Linked DNA regions of Zea mays: region 2 is linked to region 1. The links are chromatin contacts, called in public Hi-C maps. All regions are on one chromosome and are shown on one strand. Each heading gives the region's core, a stretch centred on a gene start, on an enhancer-like site or on the middle of the called end of the contact. The rest is flanking DNA. Distances are from core to core; before and after follow the strand shown.

Region 1 (5,402 bases), core at 1,423-3,922:
AAGGGGAGAGGTCAATGAAAGAAGTCAATGTCCCCAGGATGGAGCTGGTACATCCCATGAAAGAACAGGCCTCATAACTGGCAATAGATAGTGTGCTTCTCAATAAAGTTTCATAATATTCAGGTATAACAAGGGACCTCCCAGCAGGAGAGTTGTTTGGCGTCTGAGAAGATAACCGATCCAGAACAGCTTGAGTTTCTTCTCTGAAGGATGCAAGTGGAGTCAGTGGTATGCGTGGGACAATGTCTAGTGGAAGAAGGAAATGCAAAATACACTGTGACCAGCCCTCTCTTTTAACAGCATGATTGAAGATATTGTCTCCAATAAGGGGAGCCCCAAAGGTCACACAAAATGGATGTGCTTGATTAACACTTCCTCGTCTGGTGCACTTCTCAAGAAACCATATAGCAGCAAGTGTGGCTATTGAACCTCCTGATGAATGGCCTGTGAATACTACACGTTTCTCCTCCGCAACAGCTCTTGATACCTGTATTTGCAAGGAAATAATTACACTTTATGTTTCCTTTGTTGAAAACAGAGTAAAACCAAAATCCATATCTAATTTATAATTTGAAGACTACCATTTTCAATTTGGAACATCAATAGTCTATACACCATGGTATAGAAATAGTAATGTTATGAAATATGCTACGGAACTATGGAGATCACCCATAAGAAAGGTGGAAGGGAACAGAAATCATGAATTTTTTGTGTATATGTCAAATAATGCAATATATCATAAAAACGACACATGAAACACTAAGCACCAGGATGGTTGGAGCTGGAGCATCAAAGTGGTAATGTTATGAATATGCTACGGAACTTACCTGTCTGAACGTTTACTAGTTCCTGGAATCTCATCACCTCCCCTTATGTATTTTATAAGCTCAAGTGACACAAAAAAAAGGACAGGAAAAATTGAATATTTGCTAACATATTTGCATACTCTACCTACATGGCTGTAACTTACCTAGATGCAAACATGCTGCGCCACCGTTTTATGAGATGTAATTATATAAATATGTTTCACTCAGACTGGCTGCTTTATTTGCAACTGCGTGACTTTTTTTACGGTTTCTGCTATCCTGTCCGTGTCAAGAGATCTGGGTTATTTAATGTGAGCGAAAATGTTTTTCTTTCTTTTTTCTCCAACAACAATAGGTGAAATCAAAATTTTGCTAAAGAAACATCATGTCAAAGACCAGCCAGAAAACATACGCTTGGTGGCATCCACTACAGCAAAGGAAACACACAAGTATAGCTTTATCTCCAATCTCATACTGCTGACTAGCTCAATATCAACCAACATACTAATACATGACCAGACATATTTGATACTCCCTCTGTTCATAAATAAGGTGTACAATATTTTGTTTTTAGAAAGTCAAACTTTACAAATATTGACCAACATTTCTTTAAACTGCATCCATGTTGCATGTATAAAAAATGTGTCAGCAAAATACTTCTAATGCTTGTTGATTTGTAGCAATTAACAATTCGGTCGATGAGGAATCAATGGTCAAAATCTACTTTTTGATGACTTCCTCATTCTACAACATGCCTTGCATTACTAGATGAGGGAATATTTCAATACAGCAGAAACGGCAGCCACTGGATCTTTAAGAGGATGTTTGAATGCACTAGAGCTAATAGTTAGTTGGCTAAAAAAACTAGTGGAATTATCTAGCTAACAAATAGCTATCTAACTATTAGTTAATATGCTAGACTGTTTGCATGTATTCAACTAATTTAGCAGCTAACTATTATCTCTAGTGCATTCAAACATGGCCTAACACACCTTGATCTTAAAACTTTAACCCATGTATACTTAGGGCTTGTTTGTGTACATGGGGATTGGAGGGACTGAGGGGCATATAATCACTTCTATTTAATTTTGACTAGCAAGGGATCGATTCCCTCCAATCCCCATACATTCATAAGGATTGTTTGGGAGAATTTGAATAGCGATACAATTTTAGCCCCTCCAATCACTTCCATTCCCCTTACTCCCAAATATGCTCTAAGTGTTTTGGGAAGGAAACAAGTTTCAAAACTACGCTCTTAGGGCAACGACTGTTGTGCAAAATAACTGTGCAACAAGTAATATAATTTCCTTTAGCAGCAACAGTATCTGGTCACAAAAATTCAAATAGATGCTACCTCGGACTGGAGCGTCGATCCGTCGAGCAGCCGACGGAAGTTCCCGAGGAAGGCGGCGTTGGTGCGCGCGGGGATGCCGCTCCCGACAGCGCGGAGTGACGGGAACAGGGCCGGGTCCACCTCGGCGTCCCCGAACGGCGGATGGCCGCCATCGCCTCCCATCCAGTCGGCAGCGGACCAGGAGGGCGGGAAGACGAAGGCGGCGCAGGGGTAGGGGTGGGACGCATGGTGTACCTGGAAGGAGGAGGCGGAATGGGTAGTGGCGGCGGCGGCTGTGGGGGAGCTGGAGGGGAAGGAGAGCGTGGCGCAGTGGGCGACGAGCAGTCGGTCGTCTTCGGACAGCGACGCTGCGTTCGGCGGCGCGGAGTCCGTCGGCATCGGGAGGGGTTGGGCCGGACTGGGAAGAGTCAAAGTGGAGAGCTTAGAGGCCGGCGTGAGAGGCGTGGAGGGGATGCTCGCCGGTGGTGCTGGGTCTAGGGGCGTGGAGCTGAGAGGGAGGAGGAGGTTGTCAGCAGTGCTGGGACCTGGGAGCGTGCCGATATGGAAGAGCGAAGACTTGAGAGAGAGGAGAAGAGTTCGTTGGAAGAGCCGAATAATAGGATACATGGTGCTACCAGGTGCATGGTCACGATAGTTAAAAATTAGTATAAAATATAGATACAGAACAAAAAATATTACTATAACTTGCAGGTGCTACCAGGTGCATGGTCACGATAGTTAAAAATTAGTATAAAATATAGATACAGAACAAAAAATATTACTATAACTTGCAAATTCTATGTGGTAAAATATCATCGCAACACTAATATTATATTGACGATAAAATATATAATATAGTACAATGTTCGTACGTTGCAATGACGATACAATAAAATGTTAGTGTACAGTAATTATGTAAAAACAAACATATATGACCATGGCTTCGTGCAAATGGCGACACAAGAAAAAACTAACACATATGACCATGGCTTCATGCAAATGGCGACGCAAGGAAGGACCAGGTAACTATGCACGCTCAATAATCAACACTAGTAGCTTGCTCGCGCTTTGCGCGAGCGTTCTGACAATTGTTTATTTAAACAATCAATTGGATATGTAAACAGTAAGCAAAAATGGCATTGTATATTTATATAAGCAATATATAGGTCTATTTATATACATGGAAGCAGATACATAGTATGAAAATTGTGTTTAGGAATTTGCAAAGTTTTTTAGATAGATTCAGTGGATGTGGACCTGTGGTGAATATAACGTTTTGACTTGACGTGTTGTACTTATTTATTTTACAACAAAAAATATCTTTTCGTGTAAGTACTTACTTATGTAAAAAGAAAATATTGTCGTGTAGGATGAACAAATAGATGATGTGGCCTCTAATCTGGCCCATACTGGGGAAAACTTGATACAGGAGTTTTCTGGAAACATATGTCAATGATACAATATGTAATTGTTTGTGCAAAACATTTGCTTCGTTGGGACACACTAACTTTATTTAAACGACTGTGGTTGTAGTTCGATGATACACACTAACTTTGCTCACAACTAATAAAGTGATGTGGTCTTTTCATAATATTTCTTGAAAGTTCAAACCTTTTGTTTACATCACGTTTGACGGGACAAAATCGCCCCCACTTAGGAGAGATTACTATTCCCAGAAAATAACTTCTATGTAAATATATTTACTTCTCGTACTGTTTCAAAATCTAAGACGCTTGATTTTTATAGGTTCATAGTTTTGTTTGTGTGACTTTCATTAGCTGTCATCTGACAAAAATCACACTGATGCAATAACAAATTTCAATTGTATAGATGATGGAATACAGCTTGAGGAGTCGATTGATGCAACTGAAACAAAAACAAAGCAAAGTAATAGAAGGAAAATAGATGAGGGTGGGGTTGGGGGCACGCTGCCAGGTCCTTTGTTCAACTGAGTCAGCTAACATCATGAGTATATTTGCAGTACTGAAAAGTTGGAAGGTAGAAATGTAGGATCCAAAACAACATCCTTGCATCCGGACACCTGGTGACACACTACAAAAAAAGGTCACTATAACGTGGCAAATAAAATCAAGCATTGTGCGTGCTTTCTCGTATTGAATTGATCACTGACATGATCTGGAAATAACATCGCTGGCTCCTACTAACACCATCCATCATCAGATGTAACAGTGTCATGCGGCAGTGTGATTGAAGCTCCGGGAGTACTGTTCATTATGCAGTAGAGAGATACACAAACGCACATACACTAACTAAGAAAACACCTGTAAATCAGGATCACTAAAGCAATTACTTGCCTGTAACTAACCAGAAATCGGAAAAAGAATAAGAACGTTAGTAACAACTGGACAAAACAATCAAAGAATCGGAACTTTAGTTCTGCTTCCCCCGCTATTTCCAACCACTGATCCGAGGTGATCCGGCATTGGCATTGGCGTTGCTGAGACACGATCAGTGAGCCTGACATCAGCTCAGCCCCTCCCGCCAGGGCACTGGTCGATTAGCCGTGTGTTCTTCAACCCGGCCTTGATCAGGCACGGCGCGTACACCGGCGGCACCATGCAGTTGTGCATCAGGCAGAGCAGGGCCGTGGAGGGGAGCGACGAAAACGGTGATATCTGTGCAAGGATTAGAAATGCGGCAGCATCCGCTAGGGTTCGCGAAGGCAATGGAAAGCAGGGATGGGTCATCGGCACAGTGGAGCAGACGCGAGACTGCTCACCGAGTGTGAATCGTGGCAATGTCCGCAAGAAGCAAGCAAGCAAAAAAACCTCAGATCTAAAACATGAGGATGGCTCATACCTGTTCGAAGTAGCGCCTCAAAATGGAAGAAGCGAGAGGAGAAATGCTGGAGCAAGTGTCTCTTCGACATTATCTAGCTAGAAAACTCGAGACTTATTGAAAGCGGCCGGCCCGCTGGATAAGGAGGTAGGAAGGCTGCTCGTCGCCGTTGAGATACGATCGGACGACTGAAAAATAAAAAGATAACGTGGACACTTTGGTTGAAGAGCTTTGTGTCGTGCTTTAATAGATAGAAATGACTAAGATGTTGCCCAAGTAACGTACCACATCCCTGAAAACTGTTGAAGCTAAGAGTAGGGATGGTTTAATGTGCTGCTAACATATTAATCTGTACATTTATAACCCAAAGGTTCATCAAAATTCTTCAGTACCTTACGAACTGCATTGGCATTGATATCAACAAACTTTAAGAGCTTTACAAGATCCAAGTTAACTTCCTTGTA
Region 2 (5,402 bases), core at 1,560-4,059, 220 kb after region 1:
AGACGCACGCACGCCTGGGCTGCAGCACGCAGCAGCGGCGAGCTCCAGCACGCCGGCCGGGACCTCCTCTCTGCTCTCTGCATCGCACAGCACGCCGCCCGGGCTCCAGCGAGATCTCGGCTCCAGCACGCCGCCCACGGCGAGCTCCAGCACGCCGGCCGGGCTCCCCACGGCGAGCTCCAGCACGCCATCCGGACTCCCCACGGCGACCCTCGGCGGCCTGTTCCCCTCGGCGAGCTCCAGGTATGCATACGAGTTTTAGGCTTTAGGATTTAGGCTTTACACTTTAGGGTTTCTTCTGATTTGAGTTAGCATCAGCGGAGATCTCATATTATTGGTCACCAACAGTTGGCTAGATGGATTACAGCTGGAATGATTCTATGTACGGGTATGATTCTACATTTAATAACTTTTATAGAAATCGAATGAAGTAGTATGATTGTACATTTTTATTTTTTATTTTCAGTTTTGACGATGAGCTTCCGCCTAGCTTAGCATTGGTAGTACATCCTAGTGGTCGCCCAAAGGTTGGTATTGACTGGGACGCACTTCAAATTGTTGAGAGGCAAGATGAGGAAGGTAGGATAGAAATTGTTGATGATGACAGAATGTATGAGTTGATCGGTTTGAGAGCTGAGGATGAGGAAGGCTGGTGAAGCTTTAAAGATGCAAGAGGGTGATGATAATTGGGTATGGTTCATGAGCCAACTGAAAAAGGCAATAGGAGATCTTCCATTGCTTGCTGTATGTACAGATGCATGCAAAGGGTTAGAAAATGCAGTAAAACTTGTTTTCCCTCAGGCTGACCAAAGAGAATGCTTTAGGCATCTAATGCAGAATTTTGTTAAGAGGTTTGGAGGTGACATATTCTCTAAGATGTACCCTACAGCTAGGGCATATAGGTCAGAAGTTTCACAATTCTTTTACAATCAAGTTGTGGAAGCTTCCCCAGATGTAAAGAAATGGCTAGATACTTACCACAAGCTGAAATGGAGGAGGAGTCAGTTTAATCCTGCCATCAAGTGTGATTATGTCACCAACAATCTAGCTGAAGTCTTCAACAACTGGATTAAAGATTGGAAGGACCTTCCAGTTGTTGAGCTTGCAGACAAGTGTAGGGAGATGATAATGGTGTTGTGGGAGAAAAGGAGAAGAATTGGAGATAAACTTAATGGGAAGATCTTACCTGCTGTTTTACAACAATTGAAGGCAAGGACCAGAGGCCTAGGGCATCTATCAGTGACAAAGGCTGGTTTTTTCTCTGCACAGGTTGAGGACAACACAAACACTCACAACAGACATGTAGTGAAGTCATACTTGCATGAGTGTACATGCCTAGAGTGGCAGCACACCGGCAAACCTTGTCCACATGCATTGGCTTTGATTACAGCACAGGAGAGTGTGGATGTCGAATTGGAAGATTTTGTGCATGAATTCTACTCTGTACAAAGGTTCAAAAATGCATATAAGAGAATAATTGAACCACTACCTGATAAGTCTCAATGGCCAACAGTGGATCTGCCCTATGCGGTTGCTGCACCACTTGACAAGAGAGGTAAAGGAAGGTATAAGAAACTAAGAATTAAGAGTTGTTTGGAAGGTGGGAATAGCAAAGGGAAAAAAGTAGCTACAGAGAAAGGCAAGGAAGCTGACAAGAATGCAGTACTAGAAGCTGACATGGAGGGTTCAAACCAATCTGAGAAGGGGAAAAGGAAGATGATTAGAGGCAAAAGAAAGTGCAAAAGATGTGGAGAATTAGGTCACAGTGAAACTAGCTACAAGTGCCCATTGAACGGAACAAAGAAAAGGTAAGTGATGAAATGTCTAATTTGAACGTGTGCACTGTTATATTTGTATCTAACTGTGCTGTCCAACTTGTAGGAAGAGAAAGCCTCGCATGAATAGAACAAAGTATGGGGATAATGCCAAAATCCCCAAAACTCGACTTCAACGAAGTGTCCAAGGTCAAGGTGCTGTCCAAGGTGAAGCTAATGTCGAACTTGAAAGTGTTCAAGATCATGGTGTTGTCCAAACTGAAGCTGATGTCCAACTCGAAGTTTCTCTTCCGGTTACACCAACAAGGGAGTCTATTTTACAGGACAGCCCAATCAGAGTCACTAGGAGGTAAACATATCATTACGATTATGTTGCATCAAGTCATTGTTGTCTCATTAAATTACTGGTCTTTATTTTTTTCAGTCGGCTTGCTATGCTACTGGGAGATGGACAGATTGATATCCAGTCACCTCCCAAGACTACAACTCCTAAGAAGATGCTAGTGAAGAAGCTCACACCAAGGAAGCTGAAGAAAATGTGACAAGATTGTAATAACCTGCTGATTTCTATGTTATCTAAGATTTTAGTAAGCTAGTGTTAGAAGTGAACCTTGTTATGCTATCAGATGAACTATATTTGGATGGATATCGTAGTTATTTTGAACCTTGTTATGCTATCAGATAAATTGTGTTCTTTCTGAAACTGTGTTCATTCAGTTAAGAATGGGAAACTGTGTTCTGAATTTCTTAAACTGTGTTCATTCAGTTAAGATCGACTACTTTTTCACTTTGATGTTTCCCTGCCCCTCGCTGTTCATTCAGTTCTGAATTTCTGGAGCTTGCCCTGGTGCGTGCGTGCTGGAGCTTGCCTGGTGCGTGCAGGAGCTTGCCTTGTGCTTGTCGTGGGAGAGGATGAGAGGAGGAGATAATGGCTGAGAGAACAGAGAGGAGCCTGGTTTGGTGTGGTGCGGTACAGAGAGGAGGAGAAAACGCGAGAGACAGAGAACAGAGAGGAGCTGTTTTAGTTTAGGGGTAAAATAGTCCAATTAGTTGATACTTTATCAAATAACCCCCTAAATGGCATTTTATCTGTAATCCAGTGTTTGAAAATGGCGTAATAACGAAGCGTGTTCTCATAATGGCATTCGAGCGAATCCGTAGTTTGATAATGGCATAAATCCAATTTTCTCCTCCACCGAGCCGGCCGAATCAAATCGAACCGCGGGCAGCGCGCACGCGCAGCGACTGCCGGCGATGGCGAGCCTCACCCTGCCGCCGGCGCCCCCCAACCCACGCCAGGACGCCATCGACCTCCACAAGGCCTTCAAAGGTGCGCGCTACTTTCCCCTCGGGTTCCAGCTCAAATTTCCGTCTGCCCCACGTTTCGTCGGGGTCCGCCACGGCTCTGTTGTTCGGTTTTCGTTTTCGGTCACATATCGTGGCTGAATGAACAGGGGATTATGCTAATTGATACGGGGGCGGAAAGCGCCGTTGTTATTTGGTTGCGTGGCGGTTGCCTTCCGCGCATGCGATTTCGGGGATGTGTCCGGGAGCTGGACGAAGCTAGAGTAGCAGAGTTCGCTGTTCCAGGGGGCTGGCTGGACTGAGTTCAGATGGCAGATGGGCAGGTGGTCGAGGAGGGTTCTGGTTATTAGAGGCTTTACATAGGCTACTCCCTATTTCACCTCTTTATCTCACTCCCTACTTCAAACAGCCTTCCCATTCCACCTCTTCTTATCTCACCCCTACTCCAAACTCAACTGTGCAGTCTACAGTGTTTTACACGGCCACACGCTACGCTGAGTACGGATGAAGTTATTGCGGTGATCAAGACATTTTTTTTGTTTTATCTGCCTACAACTACAATTTGAGGTCAAGTGTGTAGTGGATTAATATAAGGGCAATCCACGTGTGAGTTCCAGCCTTGAATAGTCTGTTCTTGGGTCAACTAGCACAATTCTGTTAGTGTAGGCGCCATAGACCATATGTCTATTAGTATACAGTGGCTGAGTGAAATGCATAGTAACTATAAGGCTCACATATAAGTTTCACATATATTAGAATTTCTTTTTAAAGAAAGCATGGTGTTGTTTTACATGCTCTAATATTTATGACTAAACAATATCTTAAGAGTGCACCGCACCAACTGCCCAAACAAAAGACAAAAAACCAGTTCAACTGCTTCTAGACTTGGAGGAATTTATTTGTTACTGACATGTATAACCCCTCTGCTCTTTTCTGTTTAGGGCTTATTTTGATTCTTGGCTAGTTGCGCCATAATTTGTCTTAGATTAGTCGGCCAAATTAAAGAACTAACCTTAGGGAAAAAAAGTTAGGCAAACTAGGACAAACTAGGGAGGGCGCGAACCAAACAGACCCTTAGTATTTTTGACATTTTATGGCTTAGAGATGTGAATTTTACCATTATTGTAACTTTATATAAAAATGTGATTATGTGATCTCTTATATTTTTATCAACAAGATTCAAAATTGTTGTTTACAGTGAGTTTGGTTTGATATGCTTGAATGGCGACAACTGCTGTCTACAAGTTAGCATGAATTGTTGAACTTAGACATGTAATTGATTTCCAGTAATTGAGTGTTGTGCATGCTTTTATGCTTTTACTTAAATATCAAAGCCTTTTCCCATTACTGACTTGCAGGAGGTGGTCACTAAACACACTGACTTTCTTTATATTGTGCCTTGGTTGATGGTTGTCCAGGGTTTGGATGTGACAGTACAACAGTGATAAACATACTTACTCATCGCGATTCGGTGCAGCGTGGACTCATTCAACAGGAATACAGGGCTATGTATCATGAGGAACTCTCCCACCGTATTTCATCTGAACTCAGTGGAAACCACAAGGCATGAAAAGTTCTTGAAGGATTGTTCTCTTTATTAAATAATCAAATCGATAACCTAGCTGTAACAATATGTTTATTCAACTGTACCACATATTCACCAATGAGAACTGATGATTTGAATCAATTAGCTAAAAATGTGAACTTGTGCTGCTTCAATCATGAGTTTATGTTTAATTTATCAAAATCAGTATTTTAATATTTTAACTTCGTTTCATGTCGCTCTAGAAAGCTATGTCGCTGTGGATTCTTGATCCTGCTGGACGTGATGCAACTGTTTTGAGAGAAGCTCTAAATGGTGACACTATGGATCTGAGAGCAGCCACTGAGATTATATGTTCCAGGACACCATCACAGTTGCAAATAATGAAACAGACTTATTATGCTAGATTCGGTACTTATCTTGAGCATGACATTGCTCACCACACATCCGGTGATCACCAGAAGGTCCTGATCCTTATTACATAGAGTATCTGCCTTACATTCGTTCTACTTGATCTCATGCATCGTGATACATGAAAGATGTTTAAATTAATCACTTTTTATTCAACTTTTAGTATTACACTGTCCGGCATTAGGAAGGTGAATATTTGGCTATAATTCCTTTGGAACAACTTCCATGTGCTGCAAAATGACTGCATAATCTGCCATTATGAGTAATGTCTGAGATATCCTCACATCTAATCTGATGTCTGTATTGTATAAGACTAAGGGAATGCCCATTCTTCATTAACATATTGCAATTACTGATGTGAAGTTGCT

What was found. A called contact is a pair of places that touch in the nucleus more often than the background predicts.
Region 2: a contact with region 1 is called in a Hi-C map of leaf, with 8 times the contacts expected there. The contact joins the promoter of LOC100283225 here to the promoter of LOC100281696 in region 1. A contact is called at or near these places in 5 of 25 Hi-C or Micro-C datasets (bundle sheath, ear, leaf and 1 more).

The regions. Positions count from the first base shown.
Region 1 is chr2:183,659,893-183,665,294 of Zm-B73-REFERENCE-NAM-5.0, forward strand. It overlaps LOC100281696 (EDS1-like protein), which reads right to left and starts at 2,673. Exons shown (of 3, transcript NM_001154616.2): 1 at 2,161-2,673; 2 at 1-487. The coding sequence starts at 2,538.
Region 2 is chr2:183,876,698-183,882,099 of Zm-B73-REFERENCE-NAM-5.0, forward strand. LOC100283225 reads left to right here and starts at 2,810. Exons shown (of 7, transcript NM_001156127.2): 1 at 2,810-3,105; 2 at 4,499-4,644; 3 at 4,869-5,087. The coding sequence starts at 3,030. It overlaps LOC103647399, which reads left to right and starts at 313. Exons shown (of 4, transcript XM_008671942.2): 1 at 313-388; 2 at 467-1,808; 3 at 1,882-2,124; 4 at 2,200-2,527. The coding sequence starts at 640. The coding sequence ends at 2,317.